Linked DNA regions of Sus scrofa: all the other regions are linked to region 4. Evidence: chromatin contacts called from public HiChIP or PLAC-seq data. All regions are on one chromosome and are shown on one strand. The core of a region is the stretch at or near the end of the contact, and the rest is flanking DNA. Distances in the headings are between cores, read along the strand shown.

The links. HiChIP or PLAC-seq counts read pairs in DNA pulled down with a chosen protein or histone mark.
Region 1: a contact with region 4 is called in an H3K27ac HiChIP or PLAC-seq map of skeletal muscle. The contact joins two enhancer-like sites. A contact is called at or near these places in 2 of 47 Hi-C or Micro-C datasets (skeletal muscle and subcutaneous adipose tissue) and 1 of 2 datasets of contacts at active chromatin or transcription factors (skeletal muscle).
Region 2: a contact with region 4 is called in an H3K27ac HiChIP or PLAC-seq map of skeletal muscle. The contact joins two enhancer-like sites. A contact is called at or near these places in 7 of 47 Hi-C or Micro-C datasets (embryonic fibroblasts, epiblast stem cells, fetal liver and 2 more) and 1 of 2 datasets of contacts at active chromatin or transcription factors (skeletal muscle).
Region 3: an H3K27ac HiChIP or PLAC-seq map of skeletal muscle shows a contact between it and region 4. The contact joins two enhancer-like sites. A contact is called at or near these places in 1 of 47 Hi-C or Micro-C datasets (skeletal muscle) and 1 of 2 datasets of contacts at active chromatin or transcription factors (skeletal muscle).

What each region holds. Positions count from the first base shown.
Region 1 is chr16:33,429,262-33,431,961 of Sscrofa11.1, forward strand. The region is part of intron 1 of ARL15 (ADP-ribosylation factor-like protein 15); the gene reads right to left. Among named protein-coding and RNA genes, the nearest start is that of ARL15, 140 kb to the right of the region's middle. Within about 2 kb of position 1,275, at least 3 of the 83 cell types and tissues checked have an H3K27ac peak or open chromatin away from gene starts, as enhancers often do. A contact at or near this core is called in skeletal muscle, where this site is marked.
Region 2 is chr16:33,453,354-33,456,053 of Sscrofa11.1, forward strand. The region is part of intron 1 of ARL15 (ADP-ribosylation factor-like protein 15); the gene reads right to left. Among named protein-coding and RNA genes, the nearest start is that of ARL15, 120 kb to the right of the region's middle. Within about 2 kb of position 1,263, at least 6 of the 83 cell types and tissues checked have an H3K27ac peak or open chromatin away from gene starts, as enhancers often do. A contact at or near this core is called in skeletal muscle, where this site is marked.
Region 3 is chr16:33,383,423-33,386,122 of Sscrofa11.1, forward strand. The region is part of intron 3 of ARL15 (ADP-ribosylation factor-like protein 15); the gene reads right to left. Among named protein-coding and RNA genes, the nearest start is that of ARL15, 190 kb to the right of the region's middle. Within about 2 kb of position 1,394, at least 5 of the 83 cell types and tissues checked have an H3K27ac peak or open chromatin away from gene starts, as enhancers often do. A contact at or near this core is called in skeletal muscle, where this site is marked.
Region 4 is chr16:33,249,661-33,252,366 of Sscrofa11.1, forward strand. All of the region lies in intron 4 of ARL15 (ADP-ribosylation factor-like protein 15), which reads right to left. Among named protein-coding and RNA genes, the nearest start is that of ARL15, 320 kb to the right of the region's middle. Within about 2 kb of position 1,356, at least 3 of the 83 cell types and tissues checked have an H3K27ac peak or open chromatin away from gene starts, as enhancers often do. A contact at or near this core is called in skeletal muscle, where this site is marked.

The DNA.
Region 1 (2,700 bases), core at 25-2,524, 180 kb after region 4:
AGCCATCCTTTTCTTGAATGGAAAAAAAAAAAACACATATTCTTTAAAATCACATCCTATTGGTTTTGGCACATCTTATACTTTTATCTTACTCTCACCAAGTTCGGCCTTACTCTAGAATTACAAAACCAAGTTCACACCAGTGATGGGAGGCGGGAGGGAGGCTAGGCAGAGTTCCAGAGTCGTCCAACCTTTGAAGTTGGGCACAAAAGGAGAAACCAACCAGTCTAGTGCAGAAAAAACTAGGAAACATAATATAATGGAAATCAAGAAAAAGTTAAGTATTTCTAGAGGGAAGAGGTCATCAACTAAGATAAACGCTTTTAAGTATAAGTAGTTACGTAAGATCAGATCACACAGATAACCACTGTTTTGGGAAACGCAGAGGATGCTGGTAATCCTGGCAAGCACAATGTAAAGGAGTGGTGGAGATGGAAATCCAGGGTACCTACTTATGTCCGACAACCTCTTCACTTGACACATTTCCCCTCGGCCGTGCCTCCATTCCCATTGCTTCGACTGTATTCATTTCTCAATCCCACGTCCAGCTTCGTCCGCTTTCTGGAGAACCCAACCGGTGTGTCTGCACTTCTTGTAGACATCTATACCCTAGATATCTCTGAGGTACTCCACTAACAAAAACCCAAGTTCACTGCCAATCCTCCCACCCATCTGTCCCTCCTTCCTATAGTTCCCACTTTAGTAAATGTTATCATCCAACCCATCATTCAGAGCTAAAAAACCTCTTAACATCCTCAATTCTTTCTCTCTCGCACTGCCTACAATTCATAAAGGCCCCCTATTTGTGTAGATTCTACCTCTTAAATAGTTCTACTCTCTTCGTAAAATAGCTATCAATATTTCAATATAGTATCTTATGCATACATACACTCCATACCTATCGTTTTATAATAAAGCCAATATTTCTCGGAAGAAGCATGACTACTTCAATGTAAATACTGTACCTAGAACATCACGGGTGCTCGATCAGATTTTCTGTTGATTCAAGGAGCTCATGTGGCCCTTTTATAAATTACTCAGATTTATGTTTAACAAACCAATTTTCTCAATTTAATAACCATGACTGAATTTTTTTTAAAAAAGACAAACTGGATACTTTGGAGCTGAGCTATTACAGATGATAATAACACCACATTTATTATTTGGAAGATAATAAAAAGAGCCCAAAATAGAAAGTACCATCTGGATGTGAGTGTCCCCGGGAGGCTCTGGTTGTCCCAGCTGCCACTCACTGGGATTATTCCCTCTGACTAGTGCTTTCCCTCCTTGTTCACTTAACCTTCTTGAACAACCTACTTCCCCTTCAGAACTTACTCTACATTGTCTAAACACCAGAAGTCCAGTGAAAGAACCTGAGCATTGCTAACAGCAGAGACCTGGACCCAACGGCGTGTTCATCTTGAGTAACAAGTGGCTCTACGTCACCCTGGAAGAACATTGGCAAGGCTAAGTGATAGTGCAAGCTTAACACTCTCGGCTCCTCATGTCTCCTGCAATTTTCTGAGATCCAGCAACACAATCTCAACCTTGATAACCTCCACAGGACCTTACCAGGAGAGAAAAGACCTCAAGAACTATTCTGGCCCCGAAATGTTTTTGAATCAAGTTAGAGAAAGTTATGAAACTCACAGTTGTCATACTTGAGTTGCATCCAGAAATACAACTCAAATGAAGCATGTAGCCTAGATGGTTGATGGTTTTCAGCTGGATGTACTTTCCAGCCACCTAAAATAAAAAATCTCTAATCTCATCCTAATACAAATCTTTGACCTGGGGGGGAAAAAAGCACTATATACCTTCTACATACCTTTCTGGCAAAGTGAGAAGAAGGGGTAGGTAACAGAAAACAGAATGACTTTACATGGTTTTGTACTTTTAAGCAATGATATTTATAAACACTATCTGAAAGGCCAAAACCTGGAAAGAATCTATTTTAGCATATCTGATCCACCATACACACCAACGGAATCATCTTTTATCTAGCGCATTCCACAGAAGCTATTTCTTTTAGCTGAACAAACTTCCCAAGAGGACATCTAGTCAAGCTGTTTAGAATCCCAAAGGGCTGGGTCTTGAGACTGGGGTGTGTCACACAGAGTAGGGTGTACCAGTCTCTACAAGTGGGTCAAATGCTATGGAGACCCAGCTGGTTTATTTACTCACAAAGTAAATCCACCCTCTTTTTGTTCAAGAGGCAGTATCATTCTCAATTTTCAAGGCTCAAGTTCCACTAACACTAAATCCTCCTGCCCTGTCTAGACTCACATCACAGACTCTCACAGTATTTAGTTCATGTTGCTAATGTTCTACTTACTCCATTGAATCAGAGCCAAAATGTATACTGATTGTCTCCCCGGCTCCCCACTACATATATGGCTTAACTTTAAGTCATTCTTTATTCAACTTTACAGCATGATGTCTGACACACAGTATGTTTGTGAAATGTGTAAATCAACAGATAAAAAGCAGTTGTGGCTGGTCTCAAGCAAACTGAAGAGATACATTTAAATAGTTCAGAATCAAGATTAGACCAGATTAATGGAAAATAAACATTTTGGTCTCATTTTTTGAGATAGGTTCTCTATTCGGTTACCCATATTCTAATCAATAATTCACTTACGTGTTTCAGAAAGATCTGAAAAAGATATTCCCTGTATTAGAATTTAAAAGGCATCCTGA
Region 2 (2,700 bases), core at 13-2,512, 200 kb after region 4:
TTCTTATCACTTGAGGGTGGGGAGGGGTGGGGGTGGGGAGGGTGCCTTTCCCTAATCAATACAGCCCCTGAGCTGCAGACACTGTTGAATTCCTTTTATATTTTCCTCCTCATTCAGAAACAGCTCACATTCAGCAAGACTTTTCTGTCTTAAACTTTTTTTTTTTTTTTTTTTTTTAAATCCGAGCAATCACAAGCTATATTCTGTGGAAGACAAAATAACTTTGGAGGCGTAAATCTTAATGTCAATGACAGGAAGGCTTTGGTGAACCATTACCATAAATCTGACAAACGCTAATTTGATGGGTGGCTGTATCTGTCTGCTGCACGGCCAGTCTAGACAGTCTATTGAGAAATCCTAAAACACAACTGTTTGTTCCCTGTAACACCATCTGGATATGGCAATAAGCGCCGACCCAGCGCCATTCACACATGGATCAAAGCACATGCTAATGCTATCATGAAGTCATACACATAAAAAATTCAATCTGAGAACTCGAAGCAATTTTCCTAAGTCTTCAATGAAGAAACCCCAGACTTAGTGCGACTCAAGCTAAGTGCATGGCGGGGGGAGAGGGGGGGAAAAAAGGAACCGAATATTTAATGAGCTTGGGCGTCCAGAGGAATGTTAGGCCACCCATTGTATTGGAAAAGGCTCATGTCACACTTCAGTCATGGTACCCGTCAGGGTGCCCCTTTACAAAAATTGATCTGAGGACCTTTGTAATTACCTGTTTCAGCCGGGGAGGCGGGTGGGCAGAGCAGATTCAGGACGAGAAATAAAAGAAGGGATCCAAGGTGTAAATCTCACATTATATTTATTAGTCTGAGCTGGCAGAAATTTTCAATATCGCACACAATATTAAAAACCTTTCTCGTTAAACAGCACTGTGGCATTAGATCAAAGAATCAAGGGCCTCCTATTGAACTCCTTTAAATATTACAAACATAAGAGCAAGTCTGGCTGTGCATAAAATAGAAACAAAGCCAACTTTTTTGTCCACTCTTATCCTATAGCTGGCTGGAGAGAAACGGGGCTTGAAAAATCTCCATCGCAAGTGGAGGGGGATGCCTCTCGAGGTAATTAACAAGGCAGAAATGAGCTGGGTCTGGTCTTCCTGAATTCTCTTCCACAGGAAATTTTCCCTCAATATGTTACCCCTTCAAAACTTTAAGCTACTCTATCAAAATGTATCACTCAACAGCACCGCTTCAGTTGCAAACCATCCCGGCACTGCTTAATCCCCGCCACCCTGTGAGCCAAATTTCCCTGGGAGATGGGAAACTGCCTCCACCCGGAGTTTCACTCCACTGTGTACTCCTACGAGCAACTGATTTATTTGCTTCTCGGCTGGCTCGTGTCTGATGGAAGAACGTGACTAAAACCATCTTATGAATCTGTTATTACTACCTTCATCTGTTTGCCGGGAGACGCTAAATATGTTATGTCTCCAATGTTCACATACTTTAGCAGAAGCTACACACAATTTCCAACCAACATGTTTTATTTTACAGCAGTTATGGTAGTTGTTTCTACATCGTGTGTGTATGTATGTTGTGTGTGTGTACACACACACACACGCACACCCCGTAAATGAATCTTTAAAATCTACTCATCGTGCCATGGGCTTAAAAAGATCCTAACAAAACCTGGCAGGAATTACATACCATCACTAGGCGCTCCGGCTATCACAGGTTGTGGCTCATGGGGCAAATTTCCCGTTTATGTGGTCGTTAAGACCACTGGTATAGCCACATAAACTAAGCAGAAAATGAGAAGGGAAACAGAACACTGAGACTCAGCAGCATGCAGATGTTTTCTTTCTACTCTACCTGCTAAAGCCTTTAACGGTAATAGAGAATAAAACATCACATTCCAGTTTTTTTAATGTCTTGAAGCCAAACAAACAAAAAACAAAAATACCCAAGCCAGACTAGTCTATAATCATTCGTTTCATAATTCTAGATACAAATTCAGTTAAAGAGACAAAGAGTGAGAGAAAATGCAAGATAAACAGCTAAGCCCTCATTTTCTTAAAATTTAGTTTGGTTTGAAATGAAGACTTCTCCCAAAGTAATTCACGAAACAAAATATATTTATCTTCTTCTCAACTGGAGTATTAGTAACATAATGCTTTTGCTTCTTAAAAAGAAAATCTACCACAGTATGAGTTCTTTCCTAAAAATCTCTTAAAATTTTAAAAATTCAGGAAATATAATAATGGCTAATCAGCTGTGCAAGTCTCCATTTATATAACTATATATTGTTATTTTCTATTCAACCTGAAGTAGAAAAATTATTAAAATGTAATCTGGAACACAAAGAAAAATGGAACAGCAGCTTAGTTTTCTGCACTGCATGTTTCCCCTGAGGGATCTGCAAAAAACCTTAAATGAGACGATAACCCACCCTTCCCCAAAGAAAGCCTTATTCCCTGAACTTCCCAATAAATAAAAAACTGTCAAGACATTAGCTATTTTGGTCTATGAGTTAGTTAATATACACCAAGATACCTTAACAGGATTCAAAAGCATTTCATTTGCAAGGCATATGTGTAGACCCATAGAAATAAAAAAGAAATACCATGTACACACATGCACATCTCAGATGATCCACCATAATTATCAGATGTTATCCTAGATAAAATTCAGGAGAAAAAGAACTGTGAACAAAGTAAGTGAGAAATTATAATCACTCGTT
Region 3 (2,700 bases), core at 144-2,643, 130 kb after region 4:
TGTAGTTAACATTCATTAACTGTTCACTGAAATGAATTCAACAACAAAACATTTTGCCTCTAAAGGATCTACCATTGCTCTTGTGTCTTGAGGCATGATTTGGCAAATTTCCCTGTGGCTTAGAACTATGGATATATTTTATACCACAATACAACAAACCCTTAAGATTATGTTGGGCTTTTCAACTCTTCATGACTTTACAGTCTGGGATTGTAAAATCAGTAACAGTACTGATTACAAAATAGAATTAGGATTATATAGAAAGACAAACAAGACATCACAGAGGAAAACTCAGTCTAGGGACAGAGGGGATAAAAGTCAAAAAAGTGACAATGGGCTTGGTTTATCGATGGGACAAAACTGCACCAAGTTCTCTGTCACCTCCATCACCGGCATTTCATCTGTTCCTTTTTCTGGACTGTCTTTCTTTGATGTCTTCTTATACTCAGTCCTGATGTAGTCCTTCCCAAACTAGACTGTAATGCTTCTTAAAGAGCACAGTGATAGCAACTTTGTTTGGTAACTATTGGTAATTTGCTATTTTATGGATGTATAGTCTGCCTCAAACTACGCACATAAAAAGAAAACTTTGAGATTTATTAAAATGTCTACCTACAAAAAACAAAAATAATTGAGGAAGTCAGGGTTACAGTAAAATAGAGAAAATAATACATTGTAGTTCTTCACAGCTGTTAGAGACTGGTTCTGTGGTTCCCAGAGCTTGAAGCAGGTAGAAACTAAGTTTTTACATGAAAAACAAACTAGTTATGTTACACCAAAGAGAACAGTTATCAGCATCCTCAGCAGCTAGAAAAGAAAGCAGCGCTGGAGAAGTTAAAACCCTCACCCAATGTTCCCTGGCTTGTTTTGTTAGAAGAAAATACTGGTCTCTTGATTTGCAATGCTGTTGCTGCAATATCACACTGAAACCAAATACACAATGAAAATTAGTTGCTATTACGGCAACCCTTGGGAGAAACAGAAATACCTATTCCCCTGTGAGGGATAAGTAGTTAAGAACCCAACACAAATGTTCTGTGAGGAAATGTGTAGAGTTAGAAGATATGCAATGACCTGATTGCCCCAAAACAGCAAAGAGTGGTTGAGGCAGCAACCTCAGAGGCACACGAGATTCCTATTGCCAAGGGGACTGGGAGGTTTAAAAGACTGGGAAGCTAGTTTCTAGAACATTCTATATATGCATAGTTTTAGAAGCAGCAAATCGTTAAGTGCTATATTCAACTATGACTGGGAACACAGATTTAAAAAAATTTCCTAGGGCACGTCTCCAGAAGAAAACAAAAATTAAGGTCAGGTCTACATCAGCCAGTAACAGACTTCTGGGCCCCTAGATTCATTTATTTGGCTCTGCTGACTGTTTGGCTCAGTTTTCCCTTAGCAAGTGTAAAAAACGCTTGAACACCACCACCCTGGGATCCTGTTCAACCAAATCAGATAGCTGTGGCCTTTTAACTCACATCCAAGTGACTTGGCTTTCTACCAGTATCATTTCCCCTAGTAGAACCTAAGCCTAAGTGAGAAAGTACACAGCTCAGAGAGCCAGGAGTTAACTGGCTGTTCCCATTCCAGAAAGGTCTGGTTCTCTTCCTAGATAAGGAAACAATACTATATCAAGAAATTTCAATCATTCAATATCACATATCACACTGGATCCACGGCTATAAAAAGAGAATTAGTGGGAATACCACTGTCTATTCTTAAAGCATCTCTCTTGAGGCACTTTAGGCAATTTAACTTTTCTTTTCCTGCCCAATCCCTTGGGAAATAAATAGTGATGATTTATTAAAACTTACATTTTACAGATAAGAAAACAACAACAAGAAGTTCAAATGCAGAGGGGGACAGAGTATCTGGAGGCTACACTCTATTTGCTGAACCACATTTCTTCCTTATAAATTATGTAACAGATAACAAAATGTGCACATTTACTCATATGGAGCTGATGGTAATTAGCTCATATAATGGTCCTAAGATATTCTGAGGATCTGGCCATACTTGGGTCCCCATTCTGTGCTGTCATGTTCCTTTGCCAGGATCATGGTTTCTTGCCTTATCTTCCATAGAAACTCTTATTTGGAGATGTCTAAAACAGCTTTTGCATGGCAATTTGCTTTCTCCTATACCAGCAAAAAAAAAATCTAGGCAGCTTCACTTGTCCCTTGAAACAGTGTGGCCACAGTAACTTCTTCAAGTTTGTATGCCTCTACTGATTCTTTTTCTAATATACAACCAATTTATTGGTTTATATTGTCTTGCTTCCTCCTTTGTTGTACAGCATGACCCTCAGAGCTAGTGCATACATTAAATCCATAGGTTATTTAGTTGCATTTTTTTTAATAGGAGGTGGCAGTAGGCACATAGAGGCAACAATATAATATACATAGGACTGTCAAGATAAAGATTAAAGAGCTACTATTCCCTCCCAAATAAGTTTTAATAAACCAGTCTAAAAGAAGAGCATTTTATTTTGGTCAAAGGCACCAAATGGCCTGGGTACAAAAAAGCAGAAATTAAAAGACGCAGACAGCAGTGCCCCCTGGGTTGCCTGTTAAGAAGTTTGTCCTGTACCGTTTCTGGAGAAATTAAGAAATGCAAATAACCTGGACTGATTAACAGCACCCACAGATAACTAGCAGGATACAAAGAGACAGCACCTTTCACTATGAGGAAGCGTATTCC
Region 4 (2,706 bases), core at 106-2,605:
CCCTGCTGTCAAAAGGGGCCCAGGCTCAGAAGCACTCAGTGCTTAGCTGAATGTTCTGTTGTCACCATCTTGAAAATTCTTTTTCTTTTGGGTGGGACACACCTATGGCACACGAAAGTTCCTGGGCTGGGGACTGAATCTGAGCCTTAGCTTGTACTGAAGTCACAGCTGTGGCCATGCTGAATCCTTAACCTGCTGCAACACAGCAGGAACTTCTCGAAATTCTTAATTTCTTAATTTTACCTTTGAACTTGTGTTTCGTGCATGAAGTGTGATGGAGCAATGGATCAAGTGCATGAACTGGGGAGATACTTGGAAGAAAGGAAAAAGCTTTAGTACTTTTAAAAGGACTTATTTGGTTCACTTTTTGAACAAAGGGATCTGCCTTTCCACTGGGCCCTGCAAATTATGCAAATTACGGTCCGGCCTATCACCTTTTGCTCCCACATGGGTTTTGTGTGTCTGGGCCTTCCACTCAGCACTCCACCCTCCCCATTATGCATTTCTTTGCACTGTGGACCTTAACAAGTCATTTGCACCTTTGAGGGGAGAGCCTCTATCTTTTTCATCTCTGTATCACAAGCTCCTCCTATCCAAGGACCTAATATGGTGCTAAGGACACTGAAGGTACTTGATTTTTTCTTTCTTTTTTTTTTTTTTTTTTTTTGGCCGTGCCTGAGGCATGTGGAAGTTTCCAGGCCAGGGATCAAACCTGAGCAGCTGCAGTGACAATGCAGGATTCTTAACATGTGGCACCACAAGAGAACTCCTGAGGTACTTGATTCTTATTTGTAAAGTCAACACACCAACCCAATTAGATAATTCTTAACTTTTCCATGACGACACAACTACATGTTGTCTAAATTATAAAATCTATGTGGTTCCCAGAACGTACCAACCTCCTCTTTCTATGAAAGGCTACAAAAATAATGACTTCGCCCTTATTTGCTTGTAAGAAAAAATGCTTCGTATTAATAAGGCAATGATAAGTGGCAGGGTATTAGGTTTGTTTTTAAGGGCTTTACCTCCTTTCAACTTTTTGTTAAATCTGAGCATCAAAGCATTTTTTGAAAGTTTACTGTTTCAGCATCTAAGATTCCAAAACATGGCAACTGACTTTTCCTAAGGGTTGAATGCTGCAATGCTTAATTTGAGACAACAAATGGCTGAGGGAACATCCCCAAATGCTTATCTCTCAGGGGGAGCAAATGTAACTACCAGCCTCTGGCGGTCCAGAGGCAAGGAACGGAGGTCAAGTTTCCAGCTCAGATTCCTAGCACTGTTACACCTTGTACTATTGCTGGATTCTCATGCTGGCTCATTTAAGGCTCTTTATAAGGATATGATTTATATCCTATGATTCAAGTTCATTACAGATAACTATACCCAAGATAGCTCCTACCACAAGGAGCAAACAACTCATATACTCACAGTTTCCGTGGCTGGAGTCACTGGATGATAACAAGTCACTTATATGAAAAATATGAATTAAATTGGTTAAGTGTCTTGCAAGACTCCAGGTTTAACAATTTTCTTTTTCCCATTTTGGCAAGCAGAGAGATAAAGAATTCAGAAATGTGTCCTTGGCTACTAAAAGGGGAGGGAGATCCAGGACACACATGGAATACAGCAAAAGCCAATTTAATAATGATGTCCTTTATTCAAAGATGAAGGGGAGACATCAGTTGTCCTCTAAATACTAATGGAAGGACATACAACCGAAAAGCAATGATTGAGGGGCAAAGGAAGTGAAGTAGGAAGAATAACAGCAGAGGTATTTGGTATTCAAAACAGTGGGAAATTGACAAGATGAATTTGAATTTGGGGAGGTGTCATAAGGGTAATAAGAGTCTCAGTTACAACATTTTCATTAGTGTCAAATAAGAAGCTGTTGATGTTTAACATTAGTTATAATAATCTAAGAAGGACTAAATGTACACTGTGTTGAGATATTTTAGGCAGAGTAATCAAGACACGGGGAGCATACTTTATTCACACTGTGACTAAACCCAGCACCATTGCCAAAAAATTGGATTTGGAACAAATTTTGGAATAAAAACTACTCATCTGTTTTGCAAAAAGAAATCAGAAGCACATCAGCGTAATCAGTAATTTTAAACTTGCCTATTAAGTCAGGACACTGATCACTAACAGATGCATATATTTGCAAATTTCTTCAACAAAGTTGACAAGCTCTGCATCACAGGTCTCTTCTTGTGGTTCTGGAATATATGTTTCCGAGTTTCTAATTATGCTCTTACTCAATGATTCTGGGTATCTTTCTCAGTTTTAACTAACTGGTCAGATACTGCTTTGTAAGAGACCAAAGAGAGGTCTTCAATCAGGCCTCCGATAGTCGTTTTCTGGGCTCAACGTAAACTGAACATATTGGACTGGCACTAAAAGGAGTCAAGGGAAATGCCCTGTTTCTGGAACAGACTTAATCTGTAAAAACTCTGGGTTTCTACCTGAAGCACTCTGACAGAAGGCATGGGTTTGAATGGGCAAATGAGCTCCAGGTAACTCAGGATGCAGTTCGTTCCTTTTGGAAGTTACGAATGCAAAGCCCCATGGTGGCAGGGGAGAGGGGTGGGTGGGATGTATGATTTTCATAATTGAAGACTTATGGGAGCAGAAGAAGGGAATAACTATACATAACTGAATGAAGCTGAATGAATATCTCTGCGCTTCAAATTCTAGAAAAAC